Linked DNA regions of Sus scrofa: regions 1 and 2 are each linked to region 3. Evidence: chromatin contacts called from public Hi-C data. All regions are on one chromosome and are shown on one strand. The core of a region is the stretch at or near the end of the contact, and the rest is flanking DNA. Distances in the headings are between cores, read along the strand shown. Region 1 holds the start of FLNB (filamin-B). Region 2 holds the start of ARF4 (ADP ribosylation factor 4). Region 3 holds the start of SLMAP (sarcolemmal membrane-associated protein).

Region 1 (3,352 bases), core at 266-2,765, 220 kb after region 3:
GTCTTCTAATTGGATGGAGAGTTTCACCAGACACATCCTAAGACAAGGATGTCTCACTCAGAGTGAAGTGGACTGGATATTAATTTACATGCAGAACTTAAATTTAGTTATTCGTGTCAAGGTCTGGTGAAAACAGAAATATCTCATAAGAAAGGAGAACTTTAGGAGTTCCCATCATGGCTCAGCAGTTAACAAATCCCACTAGCATCCATGAGGATTTGGGTTTGATCCCTGGCCTTGCTCAGTGGGTTAAGGATCCGGCATTACTGTAAGTTGTGGTGTAGGTCGCAGACGTGGCTCGGAGCGGAGGTGCTGTGGCTCTGGCATAGGCTGGCGGCTACAGCTCCAATTAGACCCCTAGCCTGGGAACCTCCATATGCTGCGGGTGTGCCCCCCCCCCCAAAAAAAGAACTTTGGTGCATTATCAGCTGCTGAGTGAGCTGAAGTGATCGCATTAGTCCCAGTCTCACCTAATAGCAGAGAGGATGTCCCTTTGGGAATGAGGCCCTGGCTGATACATTTTGATGAGTGCCTTTGGGTGGAAGAAAGCATGAGGAACAAGAACCCTTGGGCACGGGGTAGGTAACATTACCAACACTGCCTACTGGTGAATCTGCTACTCACAAAGGCAAGGCCCAAGCTGGGAAGAGCATGGGGGCTTTTAGGTGTAGTACATACTTTGGAGTTAGACCTAGGTTCAAGTTCAGCTTTATCCAGTCCTTACCAACTGACCTCCAGCAAATCTCTTCACTTAATCACTCAAGAGGGGAATGAGCCTTCAAAAAATTATTGATCTCAACAATGGGCTAGGGTCAGGGCCAGGTAATAATACCTTCTCTCCCTCAAGGCTGTTTTGAGCATTTCCAGTGAGTGAGGCAATCTGTCAGAAGAAAGCACTTTACCTTGTTTACAAATGACCTGTTATAGAGCATCCCAACCACAGATCTGCTGGCTTCTTCCACAGCTGGAAGCCCTTGACATTCATTCTGCCCAATGCCTCTTCCCAGATGGATCCTTAAGATAATTAGAGGAAGATGTGACTATGGAGAATGGGAGAGATAACAGTGTAGAAAAACTCAGCCTGATGTGGCTGGTTTTGAAGATGGAGGAAGAGGACATAGCCAAGAAATTCAGGAAGCTTCCAGAAGTTGGAAAGGGCAAGGGAATGGATTCTTCCCTTGAGCCTCCAGAAAGAAATGCATCCTGCCAATACCTGGATTTTAGCTCAGTGAGACAAGTGAGGGACTCTAAACTAAAAAAAAGCAAGATAACAATGTGTGTTTTTGTTTTTTAAAAACAGAGCTTTGGTAATTTGTTACAGGAGCATTAGGAAACTAATACACACAGTAAATTATCATTCATTTGTATCACTGCCATTAAGCTTTTTGTGATGGTTTTATATTTTTCTCATATATTAGTCTATGAAGTCTAGGTTAAGTTATAAGTTTGTCTTATCATTGGTTGGCAAGCTCTAGGAAGGTTAGCACGCAGTAGGCACTCAATAAATACTGTGACTGACAATTCATACGAGTTTAATTAATATGAAAAGTAAAATGTCCATTACTTTCACGATGTCCTCCAGGACCTAACATAGTGCCTGGCACAGCAGGAACTCAATAAAAATCCTTATGGAATCTTATTGAACCTAGATGGAAAAAGTACCTTCTGCACCAACTCCATTCCCTGTGATCTACGCCGTCGTCCCTGTCCATTCCGTCCAGCCCAGATCCCTACTTCTGCAAGTGCCCTCACTATGGGACCTGGTGACCTTCCTCTTGAGTAGCCGGACATCTCCTGCCTAGCTTTCTTCTGCAGAGGCAATGAACACCGAGCGCCGGTCCCGGACGCCTTGCAGCTCGCAGGGCGCAGTGCTCATTTGGAGCTGCAGGGGGCAAGCGTGACCCGGGAACTCCCGCCAGAGGGTCGGGACGGGGCGGAGCTTCAGGGGCGGGTCGTCTCAGTGCGCAGGCGCGGGGCCAGGCGCCTCGCGCGGCCAGGGGCAGGCGGGCGCAGAGCAGTCCCGGCCGCGGCTTTGGTAGCAGCGAGTTCGAGCCCCGCTCCCGCTCCGCTTTGGTTTTCGCTCCCCCGGCCCTTGGGCCTCCCGACGCCAGTCCCCGGCAGCTCACTGCTCATAGCGCTCTCCCCGCCGCCAAGATGCCGGTAACCGAGAAGGATCTGGCGGAGGACGCGCCTTGGAAGAAGATCCAGCAGAACACGTTCACGCGTTGGTGCAACGAGCACCTCAAGTGCGTGAACAAACGCATCGGAAACCTGCAGACCGACTTGAGCGACGGGCTTCGGCTCATCGCGCTGCTGGAGGTGCTTAGCCAGAAGCACATGTACCGCAAGTACCACCAGCGGCCCACCTTCCGCCAGATGCAGCTTGAGAACGTGTCCGTGGCGCTCGAGTTCCTGGACCGTGAGAACATCAAGCTCGTGTCCATCGGTGAGTGCCCTGGCCGAGCCGTGCGCCGGCGTGTACTTCTCGCGCCCCCGCGCGTGCGCCCCTGAGGAGACTGAGGCTCCCTGTCGCGCGCCTCCGCCGCGTCCAGCAGCCACCGGCTGGATGTGGGCACAGAGGCCGGGGTGGGTGGGGGTGAGGACAAAGGGGACCTAGGCACCCTCCTGCATGCCGTTCCCTGGGGTGCTGTCTTACAGTGATAGTTCCTTGCCTTGCGCCGGGGCCGTGCGCCTTTGGCGGGCGATGGGTTGAGGGTTCATGTTGGGGCCGCTTGGGGGGAGTGCGGGCTGTGGCACTTGGGGTGCCCCTGCGGAAGCTGGGGGACTGGAAACCTCTGGTCGGCAGTCCCCGGGGGTGGGGCCCTAGTCAGACGCTCCCTGGAGCGCTCGCCCAGCTGCGCCCAGGCCGATGCGCTGGGCGGTCGCCTGATGGGCGTTGGCTCGGAGGCCAGGTGCGGAGGCCTTGGGGAGGGAGTGTGCTCCGAAACTGGGGCCCTGCCGCCTAGGTGGAGACGGGGGCCTGGGACCCTCCCTCGCCGTCTCCGGAAGGGGAGCCCGGGGGTGTGGCATTCGCGCTCGCTCTGGCCCCGCGCTGCGAGCTGAGCCAGCTCTCGCCTCTGAAGATACTATTGAGAGTCGGCGGCGGTAGCGGCCGCTTGTAGGGAGCTAGTGCGCGCTGTGTGCCAACAGCCTCCTGTTAACTCGGTCCTTACACACCCCGTGAGTTGGGGCGTGTAAGACAAGAGGGTCCAGAGGGTTAACGGGCTTGCCCAGGGCTATGGAAGTAGAGAGGGTCTAGCCGAGAATTGAAGGAAGCGGGTGACAATTAAAGGAGACTTGGCCTTCCTCTCCCCGCCCTCCCCACACCAGGGTCTTCCTGAGAGGAGGGAGG
Region 2 (3,113 bases), core at 158-2,657, 140 kb before region 3:
TAGCGGTGATGTAGAGACTACTCATAGTACTATGGGGAAGACGTTGCTTACATCACTCGACTAACAAGTCCCTTCTCCCTCAGCAGAGCAAAAATCGGACCCTAAAAAGCAATTTTTAAAAAGCCCGTTTTCCCTAAGAATTTTTTAAAACACCTTCGTAATTACTCTTTAACAAGGCGACCCTAAAATTAAGCGTCATTATGTTCACTTACTGAAAATGTGTTAGCACTTTAAAAGAATTTAGTTTCTAATTTATTTTCCATTAAATCTTCACCAGCTGGACAAAAATTACGTGGTCTGAAAATCAAAGAGAGTAAACCAAAGAGCGTGGCTAAAAGAAACATTCATGATAAACTCAATTTTCAGGAACATTAATAGGAAAAAAACAAAAAACAAAAACAAAAACAAAAAAACGTGAAGCAGAATCCAGAGCGAAGCAAAGTTTAGCGAAGAGAGCGCAGAGGACTCCGGACTCTACTAAAACCTTGGGTGTTCGCTCGCCTGCCACTGTACTGGGGCTGGTCACTTCCTGCACCGGCCGGCTCCGGGCGACCGCTCGCTCACATACCAAAGGAGGGTGAAAAGTGTGTACACGGGGCAGAAAGAGGGAGGAGGAAGGCTAAACTGCTGCCCACACCCGGGGAAGAGCAGAATCAGATCGCATTCTCAGAATGGGCCGCGCCAATATCTTCCGGGCTCTGCGAGATTCGACAGTTCGCTAACCTCACATCTCCGCCCAATTCCGTCGGGCTTTCAGTAGGATCGAGAGAAAACTAAACCCAGGAGGAAACCTTGCCCGCGGCCCCTTTCCAGCCTCCCCGACAGATGGGGCGACCGCCCATCCTTCGCCCCATTGTTCCCCCTTAAGAATTCTTCCCGACCCCCACCCCTCCCCCACTACAGCAGACGGGGAGAAAAAAACAGGCCCCAAGGCCGCCCAGAGCGTAGAGACCCGGCCGCCCCACCGAGGCCTGGCCTCATCCCTCAGGCCCTAACTCACCCATCAAAATGCGCATCTGCTTCTTGCCGAAGAGGCGGGAGAAGAGGGAGGAGATGGTGAGGCCCATGGCGGTAATGGCACTTGCAATGGGCAGGAGCAGAAGGGGCTTGGGGCGTCCCCGGGCCTTCTCCTTTCACGCTCCTGGCAAAGTCAGAGGGCGAAGAGGAGCTAAGGCAGAAAGAGCGCGGCAGGGACAGCTCGCTAGCCGGCGTGTCGGACGAAGCCCCGGGACAGAAATTAGCGGGGCAAGGACCTGCTCGACGACTGGCGGGGCAGCTCCGGCTCTGGCGTTAAATCTTCGCCTGTGCCACGTCACGCGGCAGCCGCGGCGACTTCGGCAGCGGCCCGGCCCCTCCAACGCGGACAGAATCGCGTCACCGCCGCCCCATCCCCCTGCGCTTCCGGTGCTACCCGAACCACTGCGCCTGCGCACGAAAGGGATTGGCCGTCTTCGCTGACGTGCGCCTCTGGCCAGCGTCAGCCCCCGGACGTGGCTCCTGGATCTAGGCGAGGCCTGTGAGCCACTGTGTACTGGGCGACAAATACAATCCCACAATGCCTCGCTTCGTCACTTCCAATCAGACTCGAGGAGAGACGTTTCTGTTTAGAGAAATGCATCCTGGAAGTTGTATTCCTTGATTCCGGAAAGGCGAGCTGTGCATTGTGGGTTAGGTAGTAAGCCTCCGTTCTTTTCGCCCTTTGGGCGTCTTTTTCTACGCAACGCGCTAAAGATTTCCTGGTGCCACGGAGGTACATATTTCACCCACGGGACCAGACACTTGCCCTAATGGAGGAGTGAAGACAGGCCCAGTTTTCCCAGAAGATAAGTTGTTAAAAGCCTGCCGCCAGGTCCCACTGACGCTACCTAATCCTAATCCTATGTCTAGAGGAGAGCTCCGAGACTTTTTTGTAGACTATTGCAGCTTTTAAAGAGGAGCCAATTTGAAGGGCTTGCTTTTTTTTTTTTTAATCTTTCCTAGAACAAGCATGGAAGATTTATCCCTTATGTTGAGGAAGTGGAAAGACTCCTCAGTTCAAAAATATTTATGATCTTAGAAGTTCCCATTGTGGCTCAGCTGTAACGAGCTCAGGTAGTATCCATGAGGATGTAGGTTGGATCCCTGGCCTTGCTCAGTGGTCTGGCGTTGCCATGAGCTGCAGCGTTCGTTGCTGTGGCTGTGGCTGAGGCTCGCGGCTGCAGCTCCCATTTCCACCCCTAGCCTGGGAAGTTGCATATGCTGTGCGTGCAGCCCTCCAAATAAAAAAAAAGAAAAAAAAAAAAGATCTTAATGTTTTCCAAAGTAAGGTATACAATTTGCAAAAAAAGATGTATAAAAGAGCAACCTCCCCACCTCCTATGGGTTTCTTCTATACTGTTGGTGCCGTTTAGTATTAAGTCATGCTCCCTATCTTTTTTTTTATCATTATTATTATTATTTTGTAATTTTTTGGCTGGCCTAAGCAGGCATATGGAGTTACCAGGCCAGGGATCAGATCCCATTGTGCCACAGTGGGACCTCCTCACCAACCATTTAGATCTGGTTAGAGTTTAACTGCGTTGGAAAATACATTCTTGAGCTTCCAACTAGATAAATTACTCAGGCTTTAAAAAATCATAACCACTCTTCATAGTTAGGATTTCGCATTCAATATTACTGTTGACAACCCTCTTCCCTTTACCCCCTTGTGTGAAAACGGTAAACGGGCCAAACTCTAGTTTGTTTTTCTGTGTTGTTTGCAATGGACTTGGCACACCATGACTCTCAAATATGGTTGAATGATGGTGGGATAGATAAACAAACTGTAGTATCTCCATACTGTGCAGTATTCTCAGGAGTTTAGGATGATGTAGAACTGTAAATCTAATGAAAAGATCGCTAAGATACATTTACTGAAAAAGGCCAAATAATGACTAAGTACTGTAAGGAAAGGTAAAAATGTAGATTTTCCGTGTGTGTGTGTGTGTGTGTGTGTGTGTGTGTGTGTAAATGCAGAACAAGAGCTTTGAAGGAGAGTCTGTAATAATGATAGTGGTGTAACTGTCTAGCCTATGTGGAGGGAGGAGGGCACCTTCCCAGAGAGTGAGGGAACCTAGTTTGGAAGTGGTAGTCAA
Region 3 (3,434 bases), core at 345-2,844:
TACACATTTGCTGAAGTAGTGAGAGTGTTAGTTAGAAAGTATACAAGGCCCTTATAACATATATTCTTCTCTTGGGACTCTCTTTGTGCCACTCCTACTGTATCCCGTAATAAAGAGTATGTAATTTTCAATCATGTATCAAATATTTGAGACACTGTAATGTGCCAGGCACGTTGTTCTACCATTTTAAAAGCCTTATTCTTGGAGTTCCCATCGTAGCGCAGTGGTTAACGAATCCGACTAGGAACCATGAGGTTGCGGCTTCGGTCCCTGCCCTTGCTCAGTGGGTTAAGGATCTGGCGTTGCCGTGAGCTGTGGTGTAGGTTGCAGACGCGGCTCGGATCCTGCGTTGCTGTGGCTCTGGCGTAGGCTGGTGGCTATGGCTCTGATTAGACCCCTAGCCTGGGAACCTCCATATGCCGCAGGAGCGGCCCAAGAAATAGCAAAAAAATAAAAATAAAAGCCTTGTTCTTTTTTTCACTAAACCTTCCTGGAAATTTACGAAACCATTCAGCAAATACCATGTTTATCGTGGTTTTCCTACCATCCTTCTTTGAGTTCAGTTACCTCCCATAGAAGACCCCTTTAGTGGCTAGTGCTTGTTTTCATCTTAGCCCTGATTGCATCAAAGTGAAGTTATCTCTATTTGAAACCCTCCTCTCCCTATCCTTATCTCACAATACCCAGGTATACTCTCAGAGGGCAAGGATTGAGATTTGGTTCATCTATGTGTCTTCAGGGCCCAGCACAGAACTTAGAACAGGGCCAAAACCCTGTATGTAAGAATTGAATAGTATTTACTCTTTCATGAGCAGATAGATTACTCCCTTGAATTCTCACAACAGGTGCGTTAACTATTATCTCCAAGTAATAGATGACAAAACGAAGCTCGTAGAGGTTTAGAAACTTCCCCAAGGTCACAGAGTGGTGGAGCCTGTTGTCAAAGGAATCTGAAGAATGACGCCATCATTGATTCCAAAGGACCTCTCTCTCTGGAAAAACATGATTTTAAACTTTCAGAAGTTGCACTAATTTCGGGGTAGAGTCAGCGCTAGGGGCCTGGGAAATAAGATAGGCCCAGTGAGAAGAATTGTCATTTGAAATGGAACGCAAGGACTAAGAAAGAGTTTTTCCTCCGGGTAGGATACATAGCGAAGACTTTAAAGAGGGCGGATGAATCTTGTTACAGATGCACAAATCCTGAGACTTGTAGGAATTTAGTTGTTCACACCTAAGGCGGCTGTTGGGGTGGAGGTCGGGGAGCTGTGCTGCCCACAACTAAGATGGATGCTAATAACAGCTCCTTTGGATGGGCTTGGTCTCCTTGGGCGTTGATATTTTCAATGAGGACTCTAGTGAATAAAATTTAGTAAATGCTAGCGCCTTCTTACCAAGATGGCAAAGTAGGAAGTTGGCACGTTATGTTTAGAAAACCTTCAACAGGTCAAATTTTTTCTTGCCCATAACCAAAATGGTGGCAAAGGTGTCCCACGGTTTTGAAGCGTCCAACCCTTAACTAAGATGGCGTGCGGAGGCTTGTTAAAAAGGCTTGCCCTCTTTTCTGCCCTTGACCATCATGGCTTCCGCGGCGTCTGTCACGTGATGCCCCGACTACGGCGCGGGAGAAGGGGTAGGAGGGCCCTTGAAGGGTGCGCGTTCCCGTGGCGGTGCACCGGGTAGGTTTCAGTCAGAGTCACTATGGCGGCCGGAGCTGGCAAGGTAAGCTGAGGCGGCGGCGGCGGTAAGAGAAGCTGGACCCGTCTTGGCGTCCGGGCTCCCAGTCCCCGCGGCCCCTCAGCGGAAAGGTCGGCCGAGTCGTGGCCAGTCGCGGGGGCTGGTTGGGGTGGGCTGAGGGGGTTGAGGGCTGAGGTGGGCGGGCACCGGCGCTGACGGCCGTTTGTTTTGATGTTTTCCCCACCAGGTCGGAAAGTTTCTGTCGTCGGGCAGAGCCTGAGCTTGTCCCACCGGCTGCGAGCGGTGGAGGCTGCGGCGGACCCAACCCGGGGCCTCCAGGCCTCTCCCCCAACCTCCGGGCCAGCCTCCCTCCCCCACCTCCTCGTCCGTCGGGAGCTTCAGCTGCGGTCCCTGAGATGCGACCCTCGCGGGAGAGACTCTGAAAGGAGGTGGCCGGTGTGCTGAGGAGCAGCCAGGAGCCCAGGAGTCCAGGGACCAACTTCCTGCGGGCCGAGACCCCGGATCCTCCCCGGGGTCGCGCCTCGCTCGGTCACCACCCGCCTGCTGAGCCGGATCCCCGCCCTGGTCGCGGGGACGCCCGCCAGGTGCCCGGAGTCCCGCCTTGGCCGCTGCCCTAGCTCCCGCCGGTCCCCGTTCCTCGTGCCAGGGACTCCAGCCACCGCCACCTCGTCTCGTGCGGGGCCGGGGACCCTGTGCCACCTCCCGGCCGGCCTTCGCGGGAGGGGCAATGCAGACTGTCCGGCTGGCCGTCTAGACCCCTGCGCTGGCCCCATCGCCTCTCGTCCCTCCAGTCCGGAGGCCCTCGAAGACGGGCGGTGGCTGCCCAGAGGTGCTCAGCTACACCTTTCTTCCGCCTGAAAGGACCTTTCTGGCCGCAACGAACCGACCCTTCCTTCATGCTGCAGTGCTGCAACATTTCCGCCACCGAGGGGGGAAAGCGGCCGCGATCCCAAACAAAACCCAAGAATTGGCGTGTGACTCATCTGCTTGGATACCTCCAGTCCCCAAACTGTCTTCCAGGAGTTTTCTTGGCCGAAGCTGTCCAATGTTTGAGCCTTTTCTTCCCAGGGAAGAAGATGGACTGAAAGCTACCAGTTGGGGACTTGGTGTGATCAGGGCACTGCTGGGTTTTAAAGGAGGTGATGGGGCTTGCGCTGACTCGTCTTCCCACCCAAGTGAAGAGTTGTTGATGTTCACTGGTTATGCTTGGACAATGTGCAGTTTGTTTTAATTTAAAATTTGGTGGGGGATAGGGGTAGAGGCTTGTGAAGGGTCCGGATCCGGTGGACCTCCTCTTTGTCCCTAGTAGGAGAGACACCCCCAGTCTGTCCTCGATGCCGTCAGCCTTGGCCATCTTCACTTGCCGCCCGAACTCACACCCTTTTCAAGAGCGTCATGTCTACCTGGACGAGCCCATTAAAATCGGCCGCTCGGTGGCCCGTTGTCGACCAGCACAGAATAATGCTACCTTTGATTGCAAAGTGCTGTCAAGGAACCATGCTCTCGTCTGGTTTGATCACAAGACGGGCAAGGTAATGTCACTACGTTGTCTAACAATCTTTGTTTTTCGTTTCTCTTTGCCCTTTCTGCATAAATGTATGCAGGATCCCAGGGCTTGCACCCAGAGGACACTTTCAGCAAGGCCATGGAGAACCAACTTTTTGTGTGACTGGTTCTAGTGGAAATTTGTTTGAGGTGGTTGAATGGAAAACAGAGAAGGTATTGTAATTTAACACCCT

What was found. Hi-C and Micro-C count contacts between places; a contact is called where the count stands out from the background.
Region 1: a contact with region 3 is called in a Hi-C map of heart right ventricle, with 2.4 times the contacts expected there. The contact joins the promoter of FLNB here to the promoter of SLMAP in region 3. A contact is called at or near these places in 2 of 47 Hi-C or Micro-C datasets (embryonic fibroblasts and heart right ventricle).
Region 2: a Hi-C map of liver shows a contact between it and region 3, with 4 times the contacts expected there. The contact joins the promoter of ARF4 here to the promoter of SLMAP in region 3. A contact is called at or near these places in 2 of 5 promoter capture datasets (fetal liver and liver), 6 of 47 Hi-C or Micro-C datasets (heart right ventricle, liver and skeletal muscle) and 2 of 2 datasets of contacts at active chromatin or transcription factors (alveolar macrophages and skeletal muscle).

What each region holds. Positions count from the first base shown.
Region 1 is chr13:39,787,744-39,791,095 of Sscrofa11.1, forward strand. FLNB (filamin-B) reads left to right here and starts at 1,516. Exons shown (of 46, transcript XR_002337597.1): 1 at 1,516-2,446.
Region 2 is chr13:39,428,770-39,431,882 of Sscrofa11.1, forward strand. It overlaps ARF4 (ADP ribosylation factor 4), which reads right to left and starts at 1,408. Exons shown (of 6, transcript NM_001048072.2): 1 at 1,001-1,408. The coding sequence starts at 1,067.
Region 3 is chr13:39,570,336-39,573,769 of Sscrofa11.1, forward strand. SLMAP (sarcolemmal membrane-associated protein) reads left to right here and starts at 1,595. Exons shown (of 21, transcript XM_021069059.1): 1 at 1,595-1,719; 2 at 1,922-3,227. The coding sequence starts at 3,030.